Regions from separate parts of the Mus musculus genome. Here regions 2, 3, 4, 5, 6 and 7 are each linked to region 1. The links are chromatin contacts, called in public promoter capture Hi-C maps. All regions are on one chromosome and are shown on one strand. Each heading gives the region's core, a stretch centred on a gene start, on an enhancer-like site or on the middle of the called end of the contact. The rest is flanking DNA. Distances are from core to core; before and after follow the strand shown.

What was found. Promoter capture Hi-C pulls out the DNA fragments that hold promoters and counts their contacts.
Region 2: a contact with region 1 is called in a promoter capture Hi-C map of pre-B cells, with 4 times the contacts expected there. The contact joins the promoter of Tmem260 here to the promoter of Cgrrf1 in region 1. A contact is called at or near these places in 1 of 39 promoter capture datasets (pre-B cells), 1 of 484 Hi-C or Micro-C datasets (B cells) and 2 of 9 other capture datasets (adipose tissue and liver).
Region 3: a contact with region 1 is called in a promoter capture Hi-C map of pre-B cells. The contact joins the promoter of Ero1a here to the promoter of Cgrrf1 in region 1. A contact is called at or near these places in 7 of 39 promoter capture datasets (3T3-L1-derived adipocytes, cranial neural crest, frontonasal cranial neural crest and 4 more), 2 of 484 Hi-C or Micro-C datasets (B cells and CD4 T cells), 6 of 115 datasets of contacts at active chromatin or transcription factors (astrocytes, embryonic stem cells, extraembryonic endoderm stem cells and 3 more) and 1 of 9 other capture datasets (adipose tissue).
Region 4: a promoter capture Hi-C map of liver shows a contact between it and region 1, with 7 times the contacts expected there. The contact joins the promoter of Styx here to the promoter of Cgrrf1 in region 1. A contact is called at or near these places in 11 of 39 promoter capture datasets (the 3T3-L1 cell line, 3T3-L1-derived adipocytes, cranial neural crest and 6 more), 3 of 115 datasets of contacts at active chromatin or transcription factors (embryonic forebrain, embryonic limb bud and large pre-B cells) and 1 of 9 other capture datasets (liver).
Region 5: a promoter capture Hi-C map of pre-B cells shows a contact between it and region 1, with 8 times the contacts expected there. The contact joins the promoter of Gnpnat1 here to the promoter of Cgrrf1 in region 1. A contact is called at or near these places in 5 of 39 promoter capture datasets (cranial neural crest, hippocampal neurons, liver and 1 more), 2 of 484 Hi-C or Micro-C datasets (B cells and CD4 T cells), 2 of 115 datasets of contacts at active chromatin or transcription factors (the 230-238 cell line and cardiomyocytes) and 2 of 9 other capture datasets (adipose tissue and liver).
Region 6: a contact with region 1 is called in a promoter capture Hi-C map of liver, with 10 times the contacts expected there. The contact joins the promoter of 4930527F14Rik here to the promoter of Cgrrf1 in region 1. A contact is called at or near these places in 8 of 39 promoter capture datasets (the 3T3-L1 cell line, 3T3-L1-derived adipocytes, hippocampal neurons and 3 more).
Region 7: a promoter capture Hi-C map of liver shows a contact between it and region 1, with 2.9 times the contacts expected there. The contact joins the enhancer-like site here to the promoter of Cgrrf1 in region 1. A contact is called at or near these places in 4 of 39 promoter capture datasets (the 3T3-L1 cell line, hippocampal neurons and liver), 1 of 115 datasets of contacts at active chromatin or transcription factors (forebrain) and 1 of 9 other capture datasets (pancreatic islet).

Annotation. Positions count from the first base shown.
Region 1 is chr14:46,830,586-46,833,666 of GRCm38.p6, forward strand. Cgrrf1 (cell growth regulator with ring finger domain 1) reads left to right here and starts at 1,549. Exons shown (of 6, transcript NM_026832.4): 1 at 1,549-1,794. The coding sequence starts at 1,691.
Region 2 is chr14:48,444,789-48,447,869 of GRCm38.p6, forward strand. Tmem260 (transmembrane protein 260) reads left to right here and starts at 1,564. Exons shown (of 16, transcript NM_172600.4): 1 at 1,564-1,815. The coding sequence starts at 1,668.
Region 3 is chr14:45,317,017-45,320,097 of GRCm38.p6, forward strand. It overlaps Ero1a (endoplasmic reticulum oxidoreductase 1 alpha), which reads right to left and starts at 1,556. Exons shown (of 16, transcript NM_015774.3): 1 at 1,361-1,556. The coding sequence starts at 1,474.
Region 4 is chr14:45,349,507-45,352,587 of GRCm38.p6, forward strand. Styx (serine/threonine/tyrosine interaction protein) reads left to right here and starts at 1,680. Exons shown (of 11, transcript NM_019637.3): 1 at 1,680-2,023. The coding sequence starts at 1,967.
Region 5 is chr14:45,387,228-45,390,308 of GRCm38.p6, forward strand. It overlaps Gnpnat1 (glucosamine-phosphate N-acetyltransferase 1), which reads right to left and starts at 1,569. Exons shown (of 6, transcript NM_019425.2): 1 at 1,521-1,569.
Region 6 is chr14:45,542,279-45,545,359 of GRCm38.p6, forward strand. It overlaps 4930527F14Rik (RIKEN cDNA 4930527F14 gene), which reads left to right and starts at 1,432. Exons shown (of 7, transcript NR_045809.1): 1 at 1,432-1,511; 2 at 1,997-2,079. It overlaps Gm41144 (a long non-coding RNA gene), which reads right to left and starts at 1,121. Exons shown (of 4, transcript XR_003951187.1): 1 at 1,107-1,121.
Region 7 is chr14:45,614,410-45,617,490 of GRCm38.p6, forward strand. It overlaps Ddhd1 (DDHD domain containing 1), which reads right to left. Exons shown (of 14, transcript NM_001042719.2): 6 at 2,121-2,227. Among named protein-coding and RNA genes, the nearest start is that of Gm41145, 34 kb to the left of the region's middle. Within about 2 kb of position 1,607, at least 6 of the 459 cell types and tissues checked have an H3K27ac peak or open chromatin away from gene starts, as enhancers often do. A contact at or near this core is called in liver, where this site is marked.

The DNA of each region.
Region 1 (3,081 bases), core at 299-2,798:
GGCTGGCTTCCCGTTCCTTTATTTCTGATTTGGAGCTGGCTCTCGTGTCTGGATTGGTGAATTGTTCTTTTCTGATTTGTATCTTCCAAAGCATTACTTTATTTATTTTTTTTCTTTTCTTGCTTCCTCTCTTCTTTACACTTTGGGAAATGTTTACTTTTCTTTCATTACATTATATTTACTATGGCCCATGCTTGCAGAGGTCTGAAGACAACTGTATTCTCCTTTTACCACGTGGTTCCAGAAGGTTCCAGTTAGGTTGTCAGGCCTGGTAGCAAGTGCCTTTAGCCATCTTGTTGGCTTACATCTTACATCTCTTTACTGTAGGTTCAGTGGGGGTTGAGTGGGGACAAAGTCATTCCTATGTATTTAATGTTACTTTACCTGCAACTTATGTTTTTGTTTCACGATAAACATCCCTTTTCGTTTTACTGTAATAAAATTGCCTTCAGATTGGCTACCTGCAATGGTGTGATTGCATCTAACACAGTATTTCTAGACTCTAGTCTCTAAAAAAAATTAAATATACATAAAGTCCTACCTCCATGATTTAGCCTAAGTAAGTAAATTAGCTTTATGGATACTCACTGCAGTGCTTGATGTGGTAGTAAAAAACATTCCAACAACCAAGCATAGCTTAAATAAACATACTTTTACAATTCAATATCTACTAATGAGAAAATTTACATAGAAACAAGCTTAAATAGCAGTACTCCAGAAAACACAAGGCTATTTGGTCAAGGTCACTGGACGAAGCTAACTCTTCTTTTTGAAGCACACATTTCCTGGTGACTTGAGAGCATGGCATGAAACCTTTCCTTAAGCGTCCTAATGTCCACTCTCCCCTTCTTCCTCAGTAACAGGATCGGATTTGTGATGGGAGGTGTTTCTCCTGTTTATGCTGTAACTAGGGATCACATTAGGGCTTAAGTAAAAGAAATATAAAAGTGGTTTTAGGAGAAACTTCCGGGAGGCTTCTTTGAGGCACTGATGACAAGAGTGAGGAAAGGAAGCAGACATTAAGCTACTTCCTGTACTAAGATCTCCTAATAAACAAACAAAAATTAGTTACTAAAACCTTCAAAGATCTGGCTAATTCTAATTGGAGAAGAAAAAAGAGGGCCGAGGGAGTACGTATGCCGATTTTCCTTTGAATAAACTTACTTTGCAAAGGTTGATAAGGTTACAAAAAATCGCTCGCGGTAGTGACCTCTTTTCGGGTTTTCCGCGACAATCCGCAAATCGAGACCATTCCTTTCGTAGACCATTCCGTCGCGCCGATGCCGGCCCTTGTCCCATTCCCAAATTTGTCTAGGGTTTGCAGGGTTTCCAGGATACCTCGTGTATCTGAGGATCTGCATTAACTTAAATTTTGGCCCCAGATGTCAGTTAGGAATTTGAGAACAGAGCCCGGCTGGCGGAATTCTCTCAGGCCACCAATCCTGGGCGCAGGGCAGGGCGGAGCTGGTCCCTCCCTGTTACGTAGCCAGTAGTCGGGACCAGACGAGGGAGGGGCGTGGCATACCTGCTATCAACCTTGTGATTGGCATTCCGTCTCCAGTGGCCGCGGCTGTCAGCTGCCCAGAAGCCTGGGCGAGTGAGGACCTACAAAGTTTGTCCGCTCCGGGGCGCCATACCGGCTCGGGTCCGGGCCAGCCGGGCTGGGCTGGGCTGAGCCCAGGAGACCCCGATGGCCGCAGTGTTCCTGGTAACGCTCTATGAATACTCGCCGCTCTTCTACATAGCGGTGGTCTTCACCTGCTTCATCGTCACCACCGGCCTGGTATTAGGATGGTGAGTGTCCAGGGCTGGGAGTGGAGGGCGCGGGGACCGCCGGCCCGGTGTGGGGTCCGCGCAGAGGGTTCGGGTGACTCCGGGAGAGCGGTCACCGCCACCGAACACACTCGGCCCAGGCCAGGCTGCTGCCCCCGTGGGATGGGACCGCAGGGGAGAACTTGGTCCTGGTGCGGGGGTCAGAGTGCGTGTCCCGAAGGCTTTGTCCCGGGCCCCGGCCTACTTTGTGCCTAGCGGGGACCGGTCACCGGCCCCGCAGGCGCGCAGACCTGACCCAAAGGAGCTTGGCTGTTTATGACCCGAACTGACCCTTGCTTGGTCCCAGATCTTTCAGAGGAACTTTTACCCGAATTCTGTATCTACCGATTGCTAATTGAATGGCTTCTTGATGCAGTCTATTTTTTTGGAAGTGATCTTTAGTTAATAAGACGTTTTTAGAAAGGAGCGAGATTTTAGGAATAAGTTATTCTGTGGGGTGGAGGCATTTTGCTTCTAGGAGAGTTACATAACCCAGGAACAATTCTTTCAGTGTTGAGTCTCCGGTATCCCTCTTGAGGAGATGCAGTTTTATCATGTTTAGGCTTATAAAACACAGCTGGTTGAAACCACGGGACTAGCCTACAGCGGTTGCTCTCTAGACTGCAGCTTTCATAGCCCCTTGAAAAGATGGTGAACCCAAATGTATTGAACAGTGGCTCTAAATGAGCAAGAACCATGGCTGGAAGTGGACCGTACAGAAAAGGACATGAGCTGTTACAGTTGGGGAACGAGTTCTCTGAAAACTATGTGAGAACGGGAATGCATTTGCAAGAAGAACAAAGCAAACAGGTTTGAGACTGAAGCGGGCTTTGTAAATCAAGCTCAAAAATACCACTTGATTACATATTCATCGTTACTTTAAAGACTTTAACAGGTCCCGGTCCGTTTCTGATAATAGGATCTCCTTTTGGAAAAAAAGAACATGTTAATATTTCCACTTGACCCCGAGTTACAGCGTAAAACTCCCATGTTGTGGACAAGATAAGATGAAGTCCAGTCTTAAGTTGTTTTCTCTTTAAGACAGGTGGTTTCCCTGTAGCATAGTATGATTGCAGTCCTGTTTCAGCATCCCAAGTGCTGGGAATATAGGGGTGTGCCACCATACGTGGATCACTCCGTGTTATTTACTATTAACCTTTCAGGTTTTAATTGCTGTCATTTACGTCAAGGAAGTTTGTAATTAGAATTAGTGTTTACCACTTTAAAAAAAAAGTAGTCTTAATACACAGTTTTTAAAGAACTACAACA
Region 2 (3,081 bases), core at 314-2,813, 1.6 Mb after region 1:
TCGTAGAAAATCAAGTCATGCTGTTGGCACCTGTAACTCCAGAACTGGCTGGGAGACAGTTGGATTCTATGGGCTCCAGCTAATCAATTTATCAAAAAACAAACAAACAAACAAACAAACAAAACAAAGAACCCAAATGAAACAAAACCAAGTCAAAAACAAAAAACAAAAACACCACCACCACTAACAACAACAACAACAAAAAAACCCAAGGTGGGCAGCTATAGTTGAAGACATCCAAAATTGACCTCTGGTCTCTACATGTACAGACTTGGACAACTCCCCTCCCCACCACACACACACATTGTCACATATGAACACACATACATACAAGATAATCCTGGACAAGCTGTCTAGTTGAAAGGTGTATTTCTCATGATCTCTTGCTACCAAGAAAAGCATTTTCCTCAATGGACGTCAATGGAGAACTTGCTACCATGTCTCCCAGCCATGAAAATCTCTCCCAAATAAACTGCTTCTTCTATAAGTTTCACTGGTCATAGTGTTTTCTCATGCAATAAGGAAAGTACACTGCCCAACCCCTGTGTCCCAGGAGCTCAGATGATAAAGCATTTTATAAACACCAGGAAAAGACTAAGATAGGTGGGCACAATTACTGCCTATCAACTTCACAGCCTGGACACAGTGTTCCTGTCAGACTGCAAATAGCACATTTGTGAATGTTGCCCATTTCCCGTGTATTCTGACACAGATTCTAAGGAGGTTGCCCGCTCCCTTCCCAGACTGAATAATTGCTAAAATAATGCAAACTGCAAGCTTAAAATGTTTACTAGCCTAGCCTGCATGAGGCCCTAGATTCAATTCTCAGCAGTGTGCTGTGTATTGTCTAGTAGCTCCCATCTCTTTCTACATTCCATTTGCATTATTTATGTGGGCTCTTGATTTCATTTTCCACTTTTAGAGCAAAAAAAACAAAAAAACAAAAATCATTCTTCTTCATTTAAGTAGGAGACACTCTTATCATGAAGAGTTAATTTTGTTAACTCAAGTATTTCAACTCACCTACTGAGTTCTCATGTTAAAAAAAGGCTAATTAGCACATTTTAATATCTTAAAATTAGTGAATTAATAATTAGCATATGGATTTACATTAATTTTAATGAGGCAAGGCTCTATAAATACATAGCCGCGATCAATGAGTCCACTGAAAAATATAATAGCAATTAATGTATTTGTGGCTTACTACATGGTTGGAACCCTTCCTTGTTGGGTTTCTAGGGGGCTCTCTTATGCAGTTCCACCCCACGCCACAGGGGGCAGAGCAGCGCTTTCTGGCTCACCGTTATCCACGCCACTTCCGTCTCTTTTGGAACGGACCAAGTCAGTGCGGAAAGGGGGAGAGAGACTGCATAGTGCGAGTAGGCCTGGCCCATGATTGATGTCGTTGGGAATTATGCTCCCTTGTGATTCGTTACTTCAAAGCACACTGACGCAGACACAGTACCACGCGCAGTGACCCCCAGAAGACTCCTAAGCCGTGCCGGAGTGCGCCCGCCATCTCCTCCTCCCCGACCTGGCGGGCGAAGGTATGGTGCGCTCGGCCCTGCTAGACCGGAAGCCGGCGCGGGCTGTGCGCGCCTCTCGGCCAGGGAAGGTCCGCACCGCTGCGAGGGGTCACGGTCCGCGAGCTGCGCGCGTCCGGGCCCATGGGTCTCCATGGCGACGGCGGGAGCCCGGCAGCCGGAGCGGGGCCGTGGCGCTCCGGGGCCCTCCGCGGCAGCGTGGCCGTGTTCGCCTCCGTGGCTGCCGTGTTCACCCTCACGCTGCCCCGCTCGCTGCCTGGGGGAGACTCGGGTAAAGTACTCGCAGGCCGCCCTCCTCCCCGCCCCCCTGCCTCCGGGTGCCGCCGCCTCGGTGTCCCGGCCCCGCGTCCCCTCGCTGGAGCTCCGTGCACGGTTCTGAATTCCAGAACCAGTTCTCTTTCCGGTTCTGGATCTTGGTCTCTGTGTTCTCGAGCTGCTCAGCCGATGAAATTTAACCACTGTCCACTTTGCCCGGATCGTTGTTACCTGTATCACCTGTCGTGCCCTTACAGTGTCACAGACAAAAAAAGATTGACAGTAGTTAACAAATAGCATGGAGCGTTCTACTGTGTTTAGAGACGACACAACGGGTTATTAAATAAACTACATTTTAAGTAGTGGTGAGTTACGGAGGCACTAAGGGAGAATGTGGTTGGAGTGGTAATGAGTAGATTCCTCAGAAGGTCAGGAAAGGCTACCTTGGAGGTGTATTAGTTAGAACCTGAATATTAAGGAACCAGCCATGCAGAAAATTTAGAGGGGAACTCATAAAAGGGAATGCAACTGAAAGCACCCCTCTTCCTGTGAAAATGAAAGACAGGTTTCACACAGATTAAGCTAGGGCATACTTTTCACATATCTGAGTCTAGAAACAAGTCCCTGGTTTGGTTTGGTTTTTACAGCCAGATAAAGTGATCAATAATTTCTCATAATAATCAGCCGTGTTTTCAGAATGGTTCTGTAATGGAACAGTCAAACCGTTTCCTGAAGAGCCCATGAGCTGTTTATAATTTCACTACCTGACAAGTTCACCCGGATTTGGTGGCTGCAGGGGGGAGCATTTATCATCTGTCTGTGGATCAGTATCTCTAGGTGCAGTTTAGCCGGATTCACTAACACAAGACAAGGTGGGGGCCAGGGTTGCAACTTCTCAGGACCCTGTTTAGGGAGTATCTACTTCCAAACTTAAGTCTAGCCCTATATCCCATGTGGCTCTCTTCATAAAATAGCTGATTCCTGTCAAAAGCAAGAGAGCATTCTGTCACCTCTGTCATTTTTGAGACCTAATCCTGGAAGTGATATGCCACTGCCCTGTTTTATTGGAGAGAGTCGGTAAATCTAGACCAGTTCAAAGGGGAGAGGATTACACGGCAAGAAAGCCCTGAGATGGGGATTACCAGGACTGTCTTCAAGATTGCCTGCCACGGAGAGAAGCCTCCATCTCCATTTTCAGGTCATCTCTTCCCGGTTCCACTGAACACTTAGTGGGGGTGGTGTTTCATTAGCATAGCTGGGAATGGAGTTACCAATTTCCTAA
Region 3 (3,081 bases), core at 306-2,805, 1.5 Mb before region 1:
TCTGGACTTCTAACAACTCACTTCTGCTCCAAAATTACTCAACAAAACAATAAAATCCAAAAGTTTAAAGCGATGAAACAGATAACACCCCTTCTTCCTGACACTCGAGTGCTTATCTTACAGTATCATATGCAGCATACACGTATTTCTGATCACAAATAATAAGACCCACGAGTGACCTGGCTGTCTATCCCTCCATTTTTTTATAGATGTAATTTCAGAAATCGAAGTCCACCAAAAAGGTGGCTATAAGAAGAGCCACTGCTTATAGGGCTATAAGAAAGCCAATGCTTGGTCATTTGCCTGAGGACCCGAGGTGGATCCCGGTGTCCCATGTGGTGGTTGGGGAGAGGTTCCTGCAAGCTGTGGACTAAAAGCACCCCCTACAATGCGTACATTCACAGGTACAATATACATACCCACAAAACAAACCTGTATTTTAAACATCGTAAAGAACAGTAATGAACAAGTCGAGGGGGAAAGGGTGCTGGCCAGCGCCAGGTGTGGTCGTGAACGTCTGTTTAACAATACAATTTACATATTAAGTATCTCAGTAATAAAATGATCTAATACACTTTTAAACAGAAGAAAGTCTGGGGAACCGCTAATATTCGAGAGTTCTTCCAGGCTTTACAAGAAAGCACTAAGAGACTAGCACATCGACTGAATATGATACTTCTGGGTATTTCCAAGCTGTTAGCATTTCCTTAAGACAGCAAAATGAAATTCACAGTTATTTCAATGCGCCTAGCCTAAACGGCCTCATACAAAATTTACAGGCTACACTAAGAAAATAAAATTCTTTGAATGTTTTGCTCACGGAACCCACATCTCCTACAGAAGTAAATAATCACAGCTCATAATCAAACTTGAATACAGAAGAGCTAGGGCCTACCTCGGATTCCGCAAAGGAAGTGTCAGTATACGAGAATAAGCTTCAGGGGCAAGGTGCACCATACACAGGCCGAGAAGTCACAGGACAACAACAGCCGCAAAGACACCAGGCAGTTAGATCAGGCCACCCAAAGAGCCCCTCAAGGTCATTCAACCTCTTGACAACGACAAGACCTAAAGAACAACTAGTCTCCCCAAGAGTCCATATCGGGAACAGAAAGGCTGGGGACGTCCCCGGCACCGCTCGCACGAGGTGCCCAGGTGCCGGGTCCATTCAGAACCCCCGGTCCTGTGGACACGGAGCAGCCAAGGCAGGATGCAAGGAAGCAGTGTGACAAGCTGGCCAGGCGCCCACGCCCATCGAAGGGTGCCCCGTCCCGGGGCGATCGGGAACGCGGTGCGGGCCGCGCATCAGGATCGCCGGCGCCCGGAGATGCGCAGCCCCTGGGCCGCCCGCGCGCCTCACCTGGCAGAAGCAGCGCTGTGCCGCTGTCTCCGGCCGCCGCTCCTCGCCGTGGCCCAAGCGCAGCAGCCACACGACGCCCAGGAGTCCAACGAGCAAGCCCCAGGCGCGGCCCATCGCCGCTCGCCGCCCACCGCCCTCTACCCGCGCCGCCGTGCTTGGCTCCCCGGCGCAGGCCGCGCGCCCGCTGAAGTAGCCTGCGCCGGCCCCGCCCCGCGCTCCGCCCTGCGCCCTCCGCGCTCCCGCCTCCCCTGCGGACGTGCAGCGGCGCGCGCCTCTGTCCACGCGAGCCTCGGGCGGCCGCCTTCCTGCGCGCCCCGCTCACGCACCCGCCTCCGGTACACCTGGCCTGCAGCTCGTCCGGCGCAAAGACGCGGTCCTTCCGGGGTCGGGGTATCCCCCGAGCCACACTGCCCGGGGCCTGCGCCGTCCTGCCCGCCCCGCCCCGGAGCTCACGCCAGCCAGCCCATCCTTTCTCAACACTAGGAAATCCCGAGCCTGGGTTACGTGTCCGCCGTGCTCTGGCTGCCTAAGCCTTTTAAAAGGATGTTGGAGTTCATCTCGGGGAGCACGGCCGTACACACGATTCAGTGGCTTTCTAGTTTTTCCCTTCCTACATCCTACAAAGGGAACAGGTGAAATTGGTTTCCAAAGGGCTGTGCACCGCGGCTTACACCTATAATCCAACACTCCAGAGACTGTGGCAAGAGGATTGCTCAATGTCAAAGACAGCTTGAGCTACATACTTCCTGCCCTATAGAGTTAGGCTCTATTTTATAAATAAATGTTTAAATATAATAATAAAAACATGTTTTTATTAAACTAGCATAGAGAAGATATTAGCTCAATGTGTAGTCCCGATTTGTTCATAAAAAATTGACTCCTTTTTTGCTGTATTTTATGCGAATTAGGCATATTTCACAAGCTAGAGAGCAATGTGGTAAAGACTATTCAATCTCTCGTTTCATAAGTGGAAATGGGGAAAGCTGTTGCTAAGAACTGGAGTCAGGCAGTGAGAAGCCTTGCTTAGCCTGTTATCTATAGCATGCACTGTACACAGAGTAAGATAATATGGCCTTATAAGCTAATATTGTCTTCACGATAGCTATATTCCAGCTCATACTTACCTTTTCTAGAACCAGATCATAGTGTCTCTGTTACAGGTGTTTTTGCTGGTGTTCTTTTCACACTGTTCCAGATTAAAAGCAAGTTTCCATTCAATTCACTTTGCAATGCCGAGCTTGGCCTTGGAAGTACACAGGTGCATCGGCTCCATAAAACTGACAATGTCGTCAGTTTTCTTGGCTTCGTTGTCTCGTTTAGCTTGGGGTAGTGCATTTTTATTTTGATGAAGGGTCTCACTGTGTATTCCTGACTGGTCTGGAACTTACACTGTGGACCACGCTGGCCTCGAACAGGCAGAAATCAATTCACCTCTGCCTCCCTAGACCTGAGATTAAACACCTGTTGCCACCACAACCAGTCTTCCAGTCTTATTTTTAGTTCACTAATAATTGTGTGTAAGATATGTTTTCAATCCATATGTACATTGTAGGAAGACTCAATCACACTAATATATCCATCACCTCACCAGCTTGACTTTTTCTTACAAGAATGTTTAAAAAAATAAGTCTATTAGTATCTTCAGTCTATTAGTAGCTTCCAAGTACACGGTATATAAACCACAGCCTCCATGCAATACCATGGGTCAACGAAACTTACTT
Region 4 (3,081 bases), core at 430-2,929, 1.5 Mb before region 1:
CCAGGCTGAGAGTGTCTACTCTATGGAATGTTAAATGTTCAAAACAAAAGTTCTGTTACCTGTACACAATTCTAATTTCATGTGGCAATCAAAAGTTGTATAAGGAAATTGTCAATGTCTAAAAATTGAGATTATTTATAGTTAATTCTTGTTTAAATAAAGACATCAAACTTCAGTTTCATAAATACCAAAGGACTAACCATAAATGATCCAGCTAGGTATGTAATTCTTCTTTTCTCTCTCTCTCTCTCTCTCTCTCTCTCTCTCTCTCTCTCTCTCTCCCTCCCTCCCTCCCTCCCTCCCTCCCTCCCTTTCTCTCTCTCTCTCTCTCTCTCTCTCTCTCTCTTTGGTTTTTCGAGACAGGGTTTCTCTGTGTAGCCCTGGCTGTCCTGGAACTCACTCTGTAGACCAGGCTGGCCTCGAACTCAGAAATCTGCCTGCCTCTGCCTCCCAAGTGCTGGAATTAAAAGGGTATGCCACCACTGCCCAGCTTCCCCTTTCTTTTTGAGACAAGGTCTCACTATGTACCCCTGGCTGGCCTGGGACACTTACTGTGTGGGTTAGGCCAGTCTCAACTCACAGACATTTTCTTGCCTCTCCTGAGTGGTGGAATTAAAGGCATTTACCACAATACTTGCCATTGGATTATTTTTTAATTAAAAATTACTAGCAGGGTATTCTGTGCCTTTTGTAATTCTTAAAGCTGGATAATAGTTTATGTAACACTAGAGAGCATAGACCATCTAATTAGCCACCTAATTTTTGAACAGCTATCCTGTATATTGAACATGCATTACATATATGACAACATGAAAAGAGTTAAGAGGAAATCCAAGTTAAACACGCGGTCCTTCCACTTTAAAGGATTTTTTTTTTTTTTTTTTTTGATAATGACAGTCCTGAGGTCTCTAGGAAGTAGTGTTAAAATACAGTGAAAAGTAGTGATAGTCTTAGTTACACACTTTGCAGCCTTCAGTGATTCCTTCAGTGAGACCAAAGGTGGTTCAGAAGTTCAAACCAGGCCTTTAATCATTTCATCTCAGAACTCTTGTAAATTTGAGGACCAGCCTGGTGTACATAGCGAGACCCTGAAGAAGGTATATTCTTCAAAAATTATTAACTCTAACGCCAGCTCCTCACACAATCATCTTTTATGTTGAAAAATAGGCTCGGAGAAATCTTAAAGAGTACCGAATACAATTTAGTAAGTAAACTATCATTTACATTTCTGATGACTTTTTTTAAGAATCATTTTCTTGAAATTTTCTGGATAATTTGAGTTGTTAACACTCCGGAGTATACCTAAGAGGCCACTTTCTACTTTGTTTAAAGATGATGGGTATCTCGGGGTTTTTTGTTTTTGTTTTTTTCGTAGTCTAACATGAATTTAAGCTGAACTCTTCCTGTTTGGTTATGACTTCCCCCACGGATTGGATCGAGCAGCATTCCTCTGAGTGTGGAGGACACTTTGAAGGGACGGACTCCCATCCCATTTGGGAAGGCCTTGGCCCCGACCGCTCCTCCCCTACGGCCGCAGCTCCGCCCTGCGGGAAGCTCCTCCCCCCGCGTCTGCGCGCTCGCGGACGGGCGGGGCGGAGGCGCGCTGACACCTGGCGGCGGGGGCGGGCCGTCGGCGAGCGTGGGCTGGGATTGGCTGGGCCGCGTGGGCTGGGGCGGGAGGAGACGGTTATGGGCTCGTGCCTGGGTCGGATCCCGGCTCTCTGAGGGGCGCGGAGACCTGCGGGAGGGACACGGCCGCAGCATGGCGGCCGGCAGCGCACCGCCCTGCCCTCCGCCTTCCTGTCGCAGCCGCTTGGATCCTGTGGTCCGCGAGTGCTTGCTGTGAGCCTGCCGCGCGTCAGCCCCCCCACCGCTCGCCCGCCCGCCCGCCCTCCTTCCCTTGTCGCCTCTGCCAGCCCGGAGGGCGGCCGGGCGCACCGCGCCCACCCACCGGGGCCCTGGGACCATGGAGGACGTGAAACTGGAGTTCCCCTCGCTCCCGCAGTGCAAAGACGACGCCGAGGTGAGTGCCCGGCGGCCCGCCCTGCCGCGGGCAGCCCCCGGGTCTCCGGCCAAGCAGCGCCTCTGGCCCAACTGTCCCAGACTCTTCCCTTTCCCCTTGGGCGTGAAGGGGCGTCAGTGAGGTCCTCCTCCCGCGGGACCCTATCGGAGGAGCCAACCCGGAGAGTACTCTTGACCACTCGCCTCGGCGTTGAGGCTTTTCGTGAACACAGACTCTTCCTTACCAGAGCAACACGCTGTGGAGTTGTTTTTAATCTGAGCTTGATGTTAGATTCACATGCGGGACACATAGCCAGCCCCACGTGTGGAATAGATCGGAGGCGTGAACTCTGGAATTGCACCCCTCTAATAGTACTCAAGTCAAAAACCAACCACCACCACTACCAAAAAACCCACAAAAAACGATGACTAGCGTGGGGCGGGGGGGGGGGGGGAGTAGAAAAGCTAAGCTTCTTTGAATTTGAAAATTTTTAGTAACAAATCTTGCCTGTACTATCGAGAGCAAAATTCTCCCAATTTATGATTTAAGGGTTCTTTTCACCCCACCTTGATTTTTTTCTTTACCTAACATCTGTTGCAAATATTTTATGGTACCAGAAACTGTTAAGTTAGAGTTTGCCAGAGGCTAAAATTAGTGACAAGGATTCTTACCTGTGACACTTAATAGGATCAAAAAAGGATTCTAGAGTTTTGCTTGTGTGTTTGATATAAGTCCTGGCTGTCCTGGAACTCACTAGACGAGGCTGGCCTGAAACCCAAAGAGATCCACCTGCTTCTGTACCCCAAATGCTGGGATTGAAGGTGTACACCCCTTAATCTCTCAGTGTTTTAAAGGTATTTGGGACTACTCTTGGCTGGCACACTTGTAACCCCTCTACTTGGGAGGTGGAAGGAGAAAGGAGGGGTCACTGTAGCCTTGGTTCTATAGCAAATTTGAGACCAGTCTCAGTTACAGATGAGATGGAGACTTTATACCAAATGCTCAATTCTATTGAATGTCTTCATTTGATTCAGATCACTTTTTTGTATTTGTTTTGTTGTGATGGTGGGTTTTTGAGA
Region 5 (3,081 bases), core at 319-2,818, 1.4 Mb before region 1:
TGCTGACAGAGGTCATGCCTAATTACAATCTAATAAAAATTCAGGTGAGGTGGCAAAGACCTGGATTCAGTGCTAGGGAGGCTGAAGCATGGACTGTGTGGGACTCAAGGACAGCAGGCTACCCAGTCACACCTATCTCAAACACACACACACTTTAAAACTAATTATTGGAGTTGATTAAACATGGAGATTTTTTTAAAAAGCTGGTTCTAAGGTACCCCTCTCTACTACTCCCCCCCCCACCCAAGTTCAAGGCTAGCCCCTGCTACACAGGCTGTTTTATCAAAACAAAACTACAAGAAGCCTTCATTCTGTAGCACTTAAAGGTCACCACCTAACTTCCTCTCTAAGTTTGGTTGTAAACTCTAACTAAAAGCCCCTCCCCCTCTACCCAGTAGGGTTTAACTTCTAAATTAGCATTTGTTTACAATGCTTGAGTATTGCCTAAGCCCTAGTCCAGTGAACCTCTAGTCAATGAATAATGAATGACGTAAGGTATTATCTAGAAATCACATTTCAGAAAGTCATGTAGAAAAAAAGATTGCCACATGGCCACAAGTGAGAAGACAAAAGACATACACCCAACTTCAAGTTTGGTTTCCCAGCCTCTGAATGAGTCTGGATATAGATGGGGAGCGGCTGCTTCCTGAAAAACAGCGGAGCAACAAGTAGGAAGATTGAAGACCAGGATTCACACATTTCTAAACATGATCTGCAGCCAAATCAAACTCGCTGTGATAGGTTACAGGTAGACAGACAGATAAGTAGACAGCTCCGAGTATCTTCATGAAAGGTAGTATTTCATGAAGCAAGAAGTCTTTCCCGTTAGTGTACTTAATCTACACGATCTGATTAGCCCCAAGTCTAGTTGCACAGTTGGGAGCACCGAGTTTCCAAGACTAGCCCTAAGGTTAGTTAACACTCATCAACAAATGAGTGGCCTGGAATGAGGATCCTCTCATTTTCCCATAGAGCATTACTGCAGGAAAGTCAACAGATGACAATCTTTGCATCATGGAATCTGTTTGAATCATACAATTCCTACCTTAATGAATCCATTTCCTGAGACCTACTCTTGGATTAATTAATCCCAAACAAACCCCCATTTATTTTTTTACAGGAACAAATTTTATGCTTGCCTTACATAAACATTAGCTCTAACACATAATAGAAACCACACAGTTGGTGTTTCTAGAGGTTCAAGTTCTAGGTTCCCCCACCCCAGGTTTCATACAGTCTGCGCAGCTGGGGCTCTTCAGAGCCGGTGCTTGTCTTCAGCGGCTCTGACCGCTACACCCGTAAAAGGGAACCGAGGGTTCGCGCCCTTTCATAGGGACGGCGGCAGAAAAGGTGAGGACCGTCCCCCATTCCCACGCCACGGACACTCCTAGGCCCTCCAAGACCCTGCCCGGCCAGACTGCCGGGCATCAAGCTTTGCCGCCCGGCTCCCGGGCAGGGCGTCTCAGCCTCTGCGGTCCCAAGCCCGCCAGCCCTCGCGTCCCAGCCCCAGGCCGCCTCACCGCACTGGAGCGGACCACGCTCCAGTCCCGGCGCGTCAGTCTCCCTGCGGGTCAAAGCGCCGCCGCATCCGGATCCGGCTGCAGCTCCAGCCCCGCCCCCCGTGCGCCCCCACGCGCCGCAGCCGGAACCGCCAGGCCAAACGTGGCCGGACCAACGCCTCTGCCCTGCCCCGCCCTCACGCACCGCTGCGCACGCGGAGGCACGGCCACGCACACCACTCCTGGGCTCCGGAGGCGAGGCGGGGCGGGGCGGGGCGGGGCGTGGGGCAAAGACCAGGGGCAAAGCTTGCGTCATCAGTTTACCTTCCAGACTTGCCTTTCGCTCACTGCACGAGAGTACCACCGTCGCTCTCACACCTTATCTGAAAATAAAGCCATAGGAGTATAAGCAGCCTACCGCGATGACCGGTGTGGGTTCCTTTCATTCTCCGAGCCCTAAGGCTCCTACCCTGTCAGTCCCATCGTCCCCCTCCCTCACTTGCATGCAGTCCATTAACAGGACTGGTGATTACATCTCCTGATTGTCAAATGTCTGAGACAAGGCTGGGCTTCTGTCTTCTAGAAACTGAGCTGGAACCACTCACCCTTGAGCTCTCTTGAGCTTTCCACTGCAGCCCTTTGCTTCCTATGACACCCGGAACATTTCAGCTTACTCTGGGCAAGAAGTGGCTACGTTCTCCAGGCAGTGAAGAGTGGGGTAGAGGCCAGGGCCCTGAAAGCATCTTACAGTATACAGCAAATACTGTGCTTGTTCTGTAATCTCAGTCCTGGGAAGGTTCCTACCTCCAGTGTCTCTCTCTTAAGTGTCATTTAGTGTCATCTGACAAGTGAGGAAGCAGAGATTTGGAGATATACATACATACATACATACATTCACACACACACACACACAGCGAGTGTGTGTGTGTGTGTGTGTGTGTGTGTGTGTAGTACTTGGTGCATGCCTTTAATTCCAGCACTAGAGACCAGAGGCTTTGTGCATCTCTGTGAGTTCAAGACAGTTCTACACAATTAGATCAAATACAGCCCCGAATATGTAGAGAAATGCTGTCACTAGATAGATAGATAGATAGATAGATAGATAGATAGATAGATAGATAGGGGAGGAGGAAGAAATGTCTTGAATATACCAAGACGTATACCACTTCCATCTCTGAACTCATTAAAATATTTGTTTTTTTTAAAGATTTATTTATTATATGTAAGTACACTGTAGCTGTCCTCAGACACACCAGAAGAGGGAGTCAGTTCTTGTTACAGATGGTTGTGAGCCACCATGTGGTTGCTGGGATTTGAACTCTGGACCTTTGGAAGAGCAGTCGGGTGCTCTTACCCACTGAGCCATCCCGCCAGCCAAAATATTTGTTTTTTAATGTCTTACTACATTATTTTGCTTATTTTAAAACTTGCAGCATCAGAGAAATACAGAATAAAAAGTCATGTGTCCCCATGGCTTCGCCTGTAGAATTAACATTATGTTAACAGCTTGGTAGAAATGTCTTCGGATTATGTGAATTTCCTTTGCTGTGCTTCCATTTTACTTGTGGCTTTGAACATTTGT
Region 6 (3,081 bases), core at 182-2,681, 1.3 Mb before region 1:
AGTGCTTGTTTGTTTGTTTGTTTGTTTGTTTGTTTAGAAAAGATCTGTCTATGTAGCTGGTCTCTAACTCAAAACCCTTCTGCCTTTGTCCCTTGGGTAACACACGCTATCCTCCTATGTCTGCAGGCTGGCATTACAAGTATATGCCACCACCCCACTCTAATTTCTTGATCTTGCTGGAAGTTGTTGTATAAGCCAGAGCTCTGAGGCTCTGCCTGGAGGTGTTTCAGGAGGCTTCTGTGTGATGCTCACTAAGTGTGGTGTTAATAATCCTGCTTTTTGCTTCTGATAGTCTTTATAGTCTTAGCTAAGAACTACAAGGGGTTACAATAGAAGGCTTTCACCTTTGACAATTGCTTTGACCATCCCACTCAAACTGTTTCTCATATCACCCGGTACCTCCACCTTGGTGTAGGCAGCAGACTAGGCTGGCCTCAAACTCAGAAAGATCCTCCTGCCTCTGCCTCTCAAGTGCTGGGATTAAAGGTGTGCTCATCACCATACCCAGCTCCAGGTTCTTTTTTTTGTGCCATCTTCTTCTTTAAAATTCTCTCTCTAGATGATTTTCTTGTTTAGAGGCTGAAGATGGCCATTCTGCTGAGCCCCAGGTTTCTTGTCTAGACCCGCTCTTGATGCTGCAGAATCTCAGACCCACGGGAAACATTTCAGAGTGCTCTGTTCAGGGTGAGACTCTGGACTTCTTCACCAATGTCTGTATCATTCGTATCATCAAATGGTACCTTCGACTCTGTTGTGTAACTTAAAAATGAGGAGGCAAGCTTGGTCTTCTGCTTTCGTTTTCTGCCCTTCTACAGTGACCCACTTAACGCTGAGTTCTGCTAGTCTGTGTCTGGAGTAGATTACAAATTGAGCCTCCATTTTCCATCCCCACCGTCCCTCTATAGTTTAAGCTATGGTCAGGTCATCTCATCGAGATCGTGCACTCAGTAGCCTCCAATGTGCTTTCTCCAATGTCCCTCCAGTTTACTTCCTACCCAGTCCCCAGAACAATCCTCCCAATCCGTAACTCTCACAGTAACCGCCTTCTGCGTGCTTCAGATGACAGCCATCATTGAAAAGCCTCACGTGATCCAGCCTGAACTGACCTCCTGATCTCTTGCTGTCTGTGTCACATCGCGCAAGCTTCCTTGCCTTTCTGTCTTACCACACACCATCCCTTTGCCTGCAGGCTTTCCTGGATCCTCTCTGGCTATGTGTGAGTCAGCTCTGGAAGGCTCTACGGCAGCACACTCAGTAGGAGCCGCAGGTCCTTCCTGTCTGTTCACCTTGTGTTTCCCCACCTGCTTCTGTTGTCCTAGACGACCATGCAGTCACCATGCCTTTGTTTGTTTGCTCACCTCTGAACCCAGAATCTGAGCTCCTAGAAGAAAGGCATCTCCCTCTATCCCACAGGCACGGCTCTTCATAGCCACACTCCAACTGAGTACAGTGCCCAGCACATGGCTAATACTCCATAAATATTTACTGCATGAATAAAAGATCGAAAGAGGGTAAGTAAAAGAACCCCCCGGCTGTGTACCTTGCCTTGGGTCTATGCTTCCAAGAAACTTAAACTCTCTTAGAGGGCCATTAGATCCAAGAACATAAACATCACAGATAAATATTGATGCATTTCTCCAGCCACATGAATATTCAATAATGTGCTGCTTCTGATGTTGTGCTGTAAACAAGCTGTGTACTGCCTTAATGTCCTCATAGGTATGGGTCTGTAACCCCTCCCCTCACTGCCCTTCAGTAGTCAACCTTGGCCCCCTGTCCACACAGCCTAAATGCTTCTCCTCGAATGACTTCTGTGCTTCACTGAAGCCGAAGCCTTCAGGAAGTAGCCCGCTTGCCTTGCTCTACCAACTCTCTTTCAAGCCCCTAAGAGGATTGCAGTGCAGAGGCACCCAGATCTCCATTAGAAGCTGGTCCACCTGGAGCTGCATCCCGTGCCCTCCTGGTCTCTATTTGTGAACTCTGGACTCTTTTTCAGGGACTCCCGAGTCTCTTCTGGACATGGTGATCCTTCCCTCACAGCATGTACTATGCTCAGCTCCTCCCTCCCTCTTGGGCCAGGTCTGGGGTAGGGGAGAGGGGGGAGGGGGAGGGGAGGGGGAAGAGGGGGAAGCGGGGGGGGGGGGGAAGAGGGGGAAGCGGGGTGGGGGGGGAAGAGGGGGAAGAGGGGAGGATGGCTCAGAATGCCCCGCCCTTTCCCATTCCTTGCAGCCATCCTCTCCTTCCCAGTCAAACTTCCCAGAGACATTTATGGCTCTGTCTATGCCCTCATATCTCTATCTCCTTACCACCATTTTGGCACTATTGAATCAACTTCTTCCCTACCCCACAGACATAGTTAATAGAGTAATCACGAATTGCCTAAAAGCCACTATAATTGGTATTTTAAAAAAAAGGAAGGGGGCTGGTGAGATGGCTCAGTGGGTAAGAGCACCCGACTGCTCTTCCGAAGGTCTGAAGTTCAAATCCCAGCAACCACATGGTGGCTCACAACCATCTGTAACAAGATCTGACTCCCTCTTCTGGAGTGTCTGAAGACAGCTACAGTGTACTTACATATAATAAATAAATAAATCTTAAAAAAAAAAAAAGGAAGGAAGGAAGACTTTTATCCCAGGCACGAGGAGGGGGGGGGGGGTCACAGAAAGTACCTTACCAGGAAAGCAAGTTGTAAAGTGGCATTACAGAGGCTGGACATAGGTACTTACTTCCCATCGGAGGAAATACGGGAACAAGTTTGAGGTGGTGAAGCAATGTTTATGGCAAGCCCTTGTTTGACCTGACCAAACCAGAGTGCAGTTGCTGGAACTGGGGCCATGCAATCAACCTTGAAATTGACCAGCTTTCTGGAAATAGGATACTCATAGCAGTAATCACTCATTGACATAAGCTGGCATGAAAATTCCCCGTGAGTTAACCCCGTAGAAGCAACTCTGGGACTGGGACGTTTCCCATTGGTAGACCAGGCTGGGCTCAAGCGTCTGCAACTGATGATGATGATGTTATTAAAGTATGACATTAAAATTTTTTGAAGGAGTTCTAGAAAAAAAGATTAAATTTCTG
Region 7 (3,081 bases), core at 357-2,856, 1.2 Mb before region 1:
AAAAAGCAAAAGGCAACAAAGAGCGACACAGAAAGGAAAGGAACGTGGAAGGATGGGGGCCATTATTAACTTTTGGGGATCTATTTACCTTGAGCCTGACCATGCCCATCTGGCATGGCATGCTGGCACTGCTGAAAACCAGCAGCAAACAAAACCTTTCTTATGCTTCCTATTTATCTATCCCTGGTGACCCAAGGACTCTATGGGCATGCACTGCCAGATCCCATATACAAACAAAGGCGAACGAACCTGCTATGGGCTTTGAAAATGGGACAAAGTATGGAAGGGGGACAGAGTCTTAGGCCTCAGTCGCTGCACTGCCCAGATTGTTTAGTCTGTATTTATTCTGTAGTTTTAGCACAACACAGTAAGGACCAGAAGGCACCACGATAAAAGACTAAGACTCTCTATGTGCTCTGAGCTAGTCTCCCAAATGTTTTTCTAAACTGTTGAAAGCTTTGGTCCAGCTGATGTATAAAACAGGCATCTTTCTCTCTTTTAAGCATTTGCCCCACAGGATAACCAGCTTCAGCCCTGGGCTGCAGGGCTGCTCTGCACGGCTCTGCTGTGATCAGGCTCCAGCATCAGCACAGGAATGTGTGAGGCTCGTGCTGCAGCCCTGCTTTATCTGCCTAGCTTTGTCCTGACATTAAAGTGTTTCAACTTCAAAAGTTAAATCGCTCCAGCCACCGAGGAGGACATGACTCCCTGACTCAGTTCTTGGCTATTTTGGGCCCTCTGTTCTACAGTCATTTCACAGTCAGCTTACTAAGTTCTGTGAAAAATCTACAGACCAATTTGAGAGTTAGCATCTCTAGAATATTCGACCATTTAATGAGGAAAATCAACTTTGTATTTAAATTTTCTATATTTTAATAGTACTTGTACTTTAATATTTAAATGTATAAAATTAAGCTAAAATTACGTCATTGAAAGTTATACATTTTATATAAAAGTTGGATATTTAAGTTATTCCTTGGTGTACTGCATTTTTGATGTTATTTTTATTTCTTGCTGGTCTACAGAAAAGCACTTATTTTTGCACATAAATCCTCTATGTCATGACCTTGCTAAGTTGATCGGTTCTAGTGATTTTTCTGTGATGTGTGCGTGTGTATTCTGAGCAGATAGCAGTGACCTGTGAGCCAGAACTGGTGCTTTGAATTCTTCATCCCTGTCATCCCTTCTTCATGCGTTACTATGTGCAGAGACAGTAAGCAGCATAGAAATCATTGTTTTTATCCTTTTACGACTAGTTAGTACACTGGGATTTGCCATAGCATGCTTTAATTTTGAGATTCATGCAGAGTAAAGCTGATTATGAATTTAATACTTGTACAATTTTTTGTAGCCATGCTGTGACCAGGACTTCCATGGTCTGCCTTTCCTTCCGTAAGTTCTGGCCGTCCCTGGCTTCTTCTCTGCCCCTGCAGTTCTGCCCTCCCACTGCTACAAGATTGGAAGCAGAAAGAACAGGATCTTTCTGGCTGACTTCCTCCAGTTATCTCAGTGCCTTCCAACTATCACCAGTAGGTAACACCCAGAACTCAGGGCTCAAGAGGCAAAGGCTGGAAGGCTGTGAGTTCAAGGCCATCTGGGCTACAAAGGTCAGACTGTTTAAAACAAAACCAGTGCCTGGGAAAGGAGTGGGGAGTGTGCATGTGTAGCAATGTGGGGAAAGTGTGTGCTGGTATCAGAGAGACCTACATCTCCTCCCAATCACAAAGGACACACACACACACACACACACACACACAGTGTGATCTATGAGGTCTGCATGGCAGTCCAAAGACACAAGTCAATGCTAGTAATTTTAAAAACATTTTTCCCCTCAAATATGTTCTTGAATAATCTGGAACAAAAAGTGAAATATACCCTAAGACAGAAAAGATCTGTTCATGGTGTGTACGTCCAGCTGGTCTGGAACTGGTTAGATAAACCACGCTAGCCTTGAACTCACAGAGATCCTGTATTACTGGCCAAATGTTGGGATTAAAAGCATATGCCACCACACCTGGCTAGGATTTTATTCTTAATAAAAATAATTTTTAAAATCTGTATATTTATTCCAGAAAAGTTTTGTCACTGGCTAAATTCATTCAATTTCAAACAAAATATACCTCCATCAAGAGTAAGCTTTGATCGCCATTCAACAGGCAGAAATTCAACATGTGTTGCATGGTTGGAAAAATGCTTTTCTTCCATTTTCCTTGCAGCCTCTCTCATCCTAAAAAAAAAAAATAAAGCAAACAAGTAAACATAAGACAAACTCTGGGCATAACCTCGCACACATGTTGAAATACCTCACATGGCCACCTGTCCCCATTGCCTGCCGCTGCCTGCGACTGAGCTGAGCTGCAACTCAGCACTGCTTTGCCTCAGTTACTTTCCTGTCTGTCACAGGACTTGAGCTGCTCCTGGGTACAGAACATTCTAGATGGCACGGCTCATGGGGGATGTGAGAGCACAGGGAGTGTGTCCATGCTGTGCTCACCTCCACCCACCACCCAGTCATGGACTATCTAACTGAGATATAATTAGATCAATTCTTTTCTTTCTTCCTCTCCTCCCTCCAGCATCTCATATCCCAGTACTCGCCTCTCCTGTTCCCTCTCAAATTATTGAACACACACACACTGTATAAATATAACCTGCTAGGTCTGTTTAGTGTTGCTTCTGTGTATATAGCTTCAGGTCTGCCCATGTGTTACTGGATAACAATTCGGGAGCTCGTCTGAAGATGACTAACTTTCCCTCCCTCTGAAGTAGTTACTTGCCGGTAGCTCCTCCTCTAGTGACTGACCGGCCCTCATGAGTTTTCCGCCATCCATGTTAGCATGTCTAGTGGTGGTCTTCCCTATTACATCCACAGGACGCCATCTTGCAGAATCATTCCTCTGGCTCCTGTACTTTTTCTGCTCCACAGACTCTTACCTTTTCTTTATAATGTAAATTGCGAGTTTTTTTACTTTAAAAATTAAGGTGTCATTGAACTTACTTTTTTGGTGTCAGTTATGTGAATTTTACCAAGTGGATAGGATTATGGTTGGTGCAACATAATGAGGATGCTGAAGGGTCACT